Regions from separate parts of the Podarcis muralis genome. Here region 2 is linked to region 1. The links are chromatin contacts, called in public Hi-C maps. All regions are on one chromosome and are shown on one strand. The core of a region is the stretch at or near the end of the contact, and the rest is flanking DNA. Distances in the headings are between cores, read along the strand shown.

Evidence for each region. A called contact is a pair of places that touch in the nucleus more often than the background predicts.
Region 2: a Hi-C map of blood shows a contact between it and region 1, with 4 times the contacts expected there. The contact joins the promoter of ANKRD63 here to the promoter of SRP14 in region 1. A contact is called at or near these places in 2 of 3 Hi-C or Micro-C datasets (blood and tail).

The regions. Positions count from the first base shown.
Region 1 is chr1:41,812,387-41,816,525 of rPodMur119.hap1.1, forward strand. It overlaps SRP14 (signal recognition particle 14), which reads right to left and starts at 1,930. Exons shown (of 5, transcript XM_028722364.2): 1 at 1,777-1,930; 2 at 1,157-1,229. The coding sequence starts at 1,800. It overlaps LOC114593732 (a long non-coding RNA gene), which reads left to right and starts at 1,965. Exons shown (of 3, transcript XR_003705771.2): 1 at 1,965-2,103.
Region 2 is chr1:42,046,024-42,050,162 of rPodMur119.hap1.1, forward strand. It overlaps ANKRD63 (ankyrin repeat domain 63), which reads right to left and starts at 2,319. Exons shown (of 1, transcript XM_028722529.2): 1 at 511-2,319. The coding sequence starts at 2,064. The coding sequence ends at 1,255.

The DNA.
Region 1 (4,139 bases), core at 680-3,179:
CTTTTACAGCTTTGAAGTTTGTGTCGAAGATTAGGAGAATTCTGAATGTGGAAGCTGAGAAACAATAGCGTTGCTATGTTTAAATTGGACACAAACGTGTTTGTGGTTTTTTAAAGTGTATAATGGCAACGGTTAGATGCAAACAAATAGTCATCTCATCCCCCAATCCCACTAAGAATGCCTCAAATATCTGGCTTAAAAGCAAACCCTGGGGAATAAGGGAAGGCATGGCCAATCTAGCCTAGTTTTTAATGATTCAGGCATGGAGTGGAGGGTAGGAATCAGCTCAAAAGTGGCAGCATCAGACTGCTCAGAAAGATCACTACTGCCACATTAATTCTTCCAACGACTCCACAGCAACCCCTTAGTTCTTTCTTGGGTACCTCCCCCCCCCCCCCAATTTGGTTGCTCAGACCAGAATGTTGTTTTTTTCCCCTAAAAGCCTTTAAAGATTTTATTTGGCTTGGCTTTGGGGCTCCAATGTGCAAACAGCTGCGAGCTGAGGTTTAGTATTTACTGTGCTAAAAGAGGATCTCATCAATTTTATACCCCCATTCAATCTACTGTTCTCTGCTCCCAACTCTGGGATGGAGCAGGCAATAGAGTAAAAGTGTGGTTGCTTCTTTCTAGACTTGGCTGGCAGAGACCAGCGCTTAGGGTGGGAGCTCTACTGTAGTGGATGCCCAAACTACAGGGCACTTCTGCAGGCACTTTTCCTGTTGAGGGCATTCTACAAAAGCTCAGAACAGGTTGTTTTGGATAGCGCACTGGAGACTTTGAATCTATGTTAGGGACCTGATCAGCTGTGCCACCTGCTCCCTCCCTTCTGAGTTGGCAGGACCTAGGATGTGACAGTGTACTCACTGCTCTGGACCTCCCAGTCCCTCATTTAGAATTTCCTCAATCTAGCAAAAATGAAGCATGTATTAAAGAAGCTGAGAGCTACAGATAAGGGTTTTCTTTGACTAACCACACATTTTTCAGTTCTCATACATGCCCACTTCAGCATTACTTCATTTATGCTAACAACTGCAGTACAAACTGGCTCACGACGCTTTTTTTTTTTTAAGGGGCGATATTGAAAAACGAAGTACTGGGCAAATATGCAGGCATATCCACCATTCACAACTGCTGAAATAGTTAACATAATACTTACATTTCTTTAGCGTTATATAGACGCTGCCTGTGCTCCTACATTTTTGAAACAATCTTGTAAGCTCTGTCAGAAACTGCAAACGAGAAACCCGTTTTCTGATTAAGAACAATCGCGGATGAATGAGGTTTATGGAATTCTTAACACAGTCAAGAGCTGGGAAACAACCCTTGTTTTATTCCCCCCCCCCCCTTATTGCAGTTTCCAGTGACGCCATCCGATTGCAATGCTTGCATTTTCGGGTCTCTATTCCCACCTTCACAAAGCAGCAATTTATCAGGGCTGATAAATCCCTCCCTCCCCCCCCCAAAAAAAAACCCCAGCCCCCAAAACGTGGCAATCCTGGCTGGTCTTCGTTAAGAAACCAGGGGCGATACGCCTGAGAAATGAATGGATCTTGGTTTAACTATGCGAGGGTAACGCAACTCGGGGGTTCATTAAAGCGAGCTAGGATCTCCGCACCGGAATCCTCACGGGAGGCACCGCCACGTTCAGGAACTGCCACGCCGCCCGCCGCCCCCCATGAGGCGGCCAAGCACAGAAAGCGGGTGGGTGGACCCGGCCCGGCTCTGCCTACCCGGCCCCCAACTCAAGGGACCCAGGAAAACGCGAGGCCGCGGCACCTGCTCGCTCTCCAGCAGCACCATAGCCGGCTCCTTTGCTCGCTCGCTCGGCGCCTGCAAGAGCCCCGTCACAATTCCGCGGAGCGAAGGAGCGGCCCGGAAACGGAAGTGCTTCTCGCCGCCACGGAGGACGCAGCGCTCGGTGCGGCTAGAGGGGAAACCCCGCCCCCGATCTGGCTCGCTGCTGCCCCCGCTTGGCTGCAAGCGGTACTGCTCCGCCGTCCCCTGGGGTTTCAAACGGAGCGACCCGCGAACCTGTCATTTATAGGCTCGTTAAGGGAGGGTGAGGGCCGGATTTAGGTTTGATGAGGCCGTAAGCTACTGAAGGTAATGGGGCCCTTTATATGTCCAGCTGTCCTTTGTCAACAACAGATTGCCGCTCTTTTTTTATGTTGAATAGAATATGGTAATTTATGGACCTAATAGGTATCTAAAGCCATTTGCCGCTGTTGCTGTATGTAGGTTTTATTTTATTTGTTTTTTATCTTATGCTTTGGAAATGTACATCCACTTTTTTTTCCTTTAAATTTTTTGGGGGCTCCCAAGAGAGTGGGCCTAGGCTATAGCTTGTTTAGCTTATACAGTGGTGCCCCGCAAGACGAATGCCTTGCAAGACGAAAAACCCGCTAGACGAAAGGGTTTTCCATTTTTGAGTTGCTTCGCAAGACGATTTTCCCTATGGGCTTGCGATTTTTTTTCGCTCTCCCCCCCTTTTTTCTAAGCCGCTAAGCCGCTAATAGCCGCTAAGCCGCTAAGCCTTTAATAGCCGCTAAGCCGCTAAACCGCTAATAGCGCTAAGCCGCTAATAGGGTTGCTTCGCAAGACGAAAAAACCGCTAGACGAAGAGACTCGCGGAACAGATTATTTTCGTCTTGCGAGGCACCACTGTACATAAATCCGGCACTGAGAAAGTGCAGCATCTTCTCCAAAGGCATCTCTGGATATTAGACGGATGTTCAAGCGCATTCCTTTGGTTTCAAAAAACTCAGTATGAGAAGCATAATGTTTTCTAGGTCTGTCCTTCGAAATGCTGGACTTTCTTGGAAGGTTTTACAGCCATTCCCTCCCCTTGTCGAAGGAAATGGACGGATACACCTGATGGCTGCACATTCGGCAGAATGTCTTATTTAATTTATTATTATTATTATTTATGTGTTTTTTTCTATTGTTATGTTGTGAACAACGGGTATAGGGCGGTATACAAATAAAATAAATACCCCATATCTTGGAATTGCCTAAGATTTCAAAAAGTGAAAACCCGGACACAAAAGTTGCTGAATAGCAAAGTTCAAAAAAAATTAATAATGGACATTTCAGGGATTTTCATCCAGACACTGTTGTATTCTGGCTGTGTCTGGGAAATTTTCAGCTATGGGCTTGGCTTGCAAAAGCTGTTTTAATTTTTCTAAAACATCATGAGAACTCAAGCAACTCCTTTCTGACTGACCTTTGTATCAAAATCTGCTCACATTTTGCTGTCAAAAGCAGTAGGAGGCACTGTGACTGCATAAAATAACTAAAGTTAATCCTCTCTGTCCTGATGTGTAGGTGCATTTATATCTGGTCTTTAACTTATGTTAAAATACTTAATACAGCACTACCCAGGAGGCAAAATGACAAGCATCCATCATTTTTGAGCATTCAAAGATGTTTTTATCTGAGATCACATTTTATGGAATGTCTTTTCCAATGACACACAGTGTGTCACAAATCCTTCTGGAATTGCAATATAATATTACCTACAGCCATTCTGACAATGTTATGTTAACTTAGTGATGCTGTTGGTTTGTGAGCTACCTAAAGACCTCACCCACATTGTGCTAATTATTACCATCACTTCATTCTCCATTTTCTTTTCATGGTGAGTGTGAAGTTGGGCAAAGAGCTGTTGTACGTTACGGTTTCCAGGTGAGGTCTGGGACCCATTCTCCTCCTGGTCTTAAAGGAGGAATGCCAACTCTTTTTCTGGGCAGAGCTCTTGTGCCTTTAACAACAGGGAGAGTCTGTGAAGTTGACTGCAGCAACAAAGCAATTAATTAATGGCTTGTAAGTATGAAGGGAGCAAAGGAAATAACAGAGTTTTAGTAGTGAGTGGAAAGATATTGTCTGGATGCCAGGTCTACCAGAGGATGAACATCAGGTCCACACCCTTCTTCTTTAGTGATCACTCGTAGCCCATTGTCTTCCATGAGCACGGTCATAATGATGTGTCTGTAGGTGACTGTGGAGGCCAATTCTGGATCCACAATGAGGATATATGTTTCTGGGTGGGAGTTGATCACGGTGAGGGTTTGCCAAACGTGCCTTCCTCTTAGCTCGTTTCTCCCTTTCGTCCTGAGTTTGAGTGTCTTCAAAGCCTATGA
Region 2 (4,139 bases), core at 1,069-3,568, 230 kb after region 1:
GGGAGCTGGGGAGACAGGGACATGAGCCCTTATCATTTCCCCCCTCTGTGGCTAAATAACAGCTGATCTGATCACACAACTCCCACTTCACACCTTGTTTGTTCTTCCCTGTTACTTTCAGAGTTCATGCAATGTCACTAAATAAATACAACTTGAACAAAAAATGCCGCAAAAAGTGAAAGGCCACAAACATCCCAACGCACCCCACTGAAATCATTTCAGGCAAATGTGGCATCTAGTCACAATTAAATTTCTATCTTATTAAGGCTTGTTTGCTGGATTCAAAGACAATGTACAGGAGTGCAATTCCATTTAGATAAAGAAATCCACACAGATATAAGTGGACACAAAAGCATCCCCTAAGAATCAGACATGGTGCAAAATCTTCTTCAGAAGCCCTTACAGAAACTGCCATGAAAATGTAGCAATCTGGACATCATATAGACACCCTTGTTCTTTACCAAAATAACCACTGATCCATTTCACCCATTACAGAAAGAAGCATACTCAGAAAATGCAAAAATTTTATTTTGCTGTGGTGCCCTGAACTGACCTTTCATCACTTTTAGCCAGGTTCACCGTTAGTTTTACTTGACTGTTCTCTGTATACTATACAGTGATAGGTTACCAATTTTTTTTTCATAGCTGGAAGATATTAGGGTTTGACAAAATGGTAATTTGCCATCCATGGATGAGGCTCCTGAGATTTTCCACCTACACATTTTGCCCCAAAACGGTACATAAATTCTTGAGAGGGGCAAAGATAGCTCTGGCAACAACACTCCAGTCGGGCAACGGAAACTGATGAATGTGTAGGTGACAATGACATTTTGTGCTTTTAGGTTGATTTTCAAGGAAATACACTTCGACCCACTTGCTGAAATCGACGAACCCTTATGCCCAATCATTCTAGAACATTCTTGACAAGAGAAAGCAGTAAATAACAATTCATCGCACCTTATTACAGTGCACATTGCTACTTGTTTCAACTAAATAAAATCTAACACCTGCGCTTCCCGGGTGCTGTTCAAATAGGGAGAGCCTCGGGATGTGCGGAGGCGCTCCGAATCCGCCCGCGGGCAACGATGCAATGGTCCAAATGGTCACTGACGAAGCGGCCGGCACGTCGGAACACGACGACCAAGGCTGGATCCGCGGGCAGAAGCAACGCCTGCGAGGCGAAGCGGGAGCTGGCCGCGCCAAGTGGACGCGCAGCCGGAGCCGAGAGCAGCGCGCGCTTCCCGCCCTCGCCGCCTAGTAGCCGAGCAGGCTCTGGCAGTCGGGCGCCGTGGCCCTGCGGATCAGCGGGCGGCCTCGCAGCGAAGCGCCCCCTTTCCCCGCCTCGGAGCCGGGCTGCGCTGCGGCGGCGTCTGGGCCCCGCTCCTCCTCCTCCTCGTCCTGCTCCCGCCTGTGGGCGCCGCCGTCCCTGCGAGGCGACCGAGGGGCCGTCGAGCCGTCGCCGGGGGACGCCGCCGCCGGCTCGGGCAGCTCGAGGATCAAGGCTCCGGAGGCCCGCAGCGCCCGCACGCAGCGCCCGTGGCCCTCGCTGGCGGCCAGCTGCAGCGCGGTGCGGCCAGCGCGGTCGGCGCGCTCGAGGCAGAGGCCGAGGCGTCGGAAGGAGCGCAGCAGCCACTCGACGACGGGCGCGCGGCCCTGCCAGGCGGCGTACATGAGCGGGTTCCAGCCTCGCGAGTCGGCCGCGTCCGGGTCGGCGCCGTACTGGACCAGCAGCTTGGTGACGTCCAGGTAGCCCCGCTCGCAGGCCAGGCTCAGCGCGCTCCGCCCGGCGTCGTCGCGCAGGTCGACGGCGGCGCGGCGCTCCAGCAGCAGCCGGGCGAAGGCCACTCGCCACGCGGGGTCCTTGAGCGCCACGGCGTGCATGAGCGGCGTGCGCCCGCGGTCGGCTCGGCAGTCCACGATGGTGCCGTCCACGGCGTCCAGCACGAAGCGCGCCAGGTGCAGGCGGCCCGCGCTCATGGCCTCCAGGAAGGTGCGCGTCGACGCCCCCGGGCCCAGGTCCCGCGGCCGCAGCATGGCTTGCTGCTCGTACCCCGCGCGGCTCATGGCCCGACGGCGACTCGAGGCGCCGGCTCCCCGGAGCCGCTTTATAACCTCGCCTCAAGTCGCCATGGCGATCGCCGCCTTGGAGTGTCAGGAGAGAGCGAGCCACCGAGGCACCTCCGCTCTCCCGTTTGCGCGCTGGGGTGGCGGGCGGCGGGGCTGGGTCGTCGAGGGTTCCCGGAGCCCCTCCAGCTCCTCCCCGCCCACCTCGAATAAGGCAGGGCAATGTCGTGCGCTAGATGCGCTGCCCTTGTTATTAGTGTGCTTTCGATGGTGTGACGTGTGACTGGTTCAAGGTGGCAGGTCCACATCTCAGCTGGCCAGGATTGGCTGAGTGTGGCAACAGTCTAAAAACCGAAGAACACTGGAACGGCATTTGTCCTATAGATATGCGGGAAATTACGGTATTTTTTCTTGAAACAAGACACGCATGGTGTTCTCCGAGTTGTGAAATCCTCCAGGGAGGGAGGAAGACGTGAAAATAAAATAAAATTATTTTAGTTGGAAGGTGACCAAAGGGTAATCAAGTCCAGCCCCCTGGAAGATGACTTGGGGGATCCTTATGCCTGAACTTTTTCAGGGCTCAAGGTGATATCATTGGTAGTGTGTGGTTCCATGGAGAGAATCTATCTGCACATCATTTGGTAGTTCTTACCACGGGTGAAGAAGGTCTGAACTGTGCCTTTTGACCAGTGTTTTGTTAAGGTGTTAAGGTGAAGACGTTCTGGGTGGCTGTAAAGTTACAGCCGTCAACTGTGCATGTGTGAATTCACCCTTTGTTCCTGCATGAGCTTGTCAGAGGATTAGATGTGTGTCTATGCAGTACATTCAGTCCCTGTAGCCCACGCACCTCCTGCAGGTCTTTTGCTCTCGACTTTCCTGCAGGGCAGATGGTTAGTAACAATACTGGGATCAGTGCAAGAAGGGGTTTATCCGCAATCCAAAGTGGTCCACAATTGCACTTACTGCCTTGTACTCACTTCCTCCTGCAGGGGCTCCTGGATGCCTGCAGCAAATGCACCATCCTAGGTGAAATTTTCATATCCTTTCATATGACCTCAAAGTCAGTGGTTCACAGGGGAGGCTGTGCACACCTTCTGCTGTGTGTTGTGAAATGCAGCAAGCATAGAGGAACCAGCACAGAGTTGCATTCATTTCATCTCTATGCTGCCCTCCCAAAAATTCTGCTTTTGCAGCATTCAGGTTTTGCAGCCTGATTATTTATTTCTATTTATGAATGGCTTCCTATGAAATTAATGGAAGCAATTTAACATGTAAACAATTTCATATATAAAAAGAATTAAGGCATAAATCTCTCTACAAGAGATTAAGTGAAAAACCACTCTCTTGGCCCACCCATTCTGGCAGGTGAAGAGGAGCCCAGTTCTGATGGTGGCTCCCAAGTCTTGTAGCCAGCTTCGCACTGTTGTGAGGCAGATCCATGAGCATCTGGAGTTTCTGGAATACAACTCCCATCAGCCCCAGCCAGCATGGCCATGTTAGAATTCCTGCTCCGTGATTGCAGTCATGGGATTGTTGTCTTTCACATGACGTGGGAAGTGATGGAGACAGGATGTTTGTGTTACTGTGTTCCATGAAGTGGGACTATTTCCTTTGTTCATTCCTTTTGCTGACTGATGCTGGAGAGAGGGAGCCATGTTGCAGTGCTCCGTGTGTGTTTATATGTAAATAAAGTAGATTAACCAAAATGCTGAGTTGCTGAGGTCTGTTACGCAAACTACGAGCACTCTGCAGATCCCTAAGTGTGCCGGTGTCTGTTGGCACTGGTCGCTGTGATGTTCGGGCTGAAGAAATCTTTTGAAGCTCCCGAACGAAAGACCAGGAGGGAGAGAACATGCCAGTTGGGCATGTGTCTCTGCCAGGGTGCTACTCAAGTGTAGGACGAGCTCCTGACAGGCCAATGGTCAGGGATGACAGGAGTTGTAGTCCACCAGCATTGAAGGGTACCACATTGGCTACCCCTGCCTTAGGTTAAGGCAGAAATTCAGGCTGTTTTGCAAGTAGTAGTGTAGTTTTATTTTTGTGATGAGTTCAGCATAAATTGAATCTATCTGTCA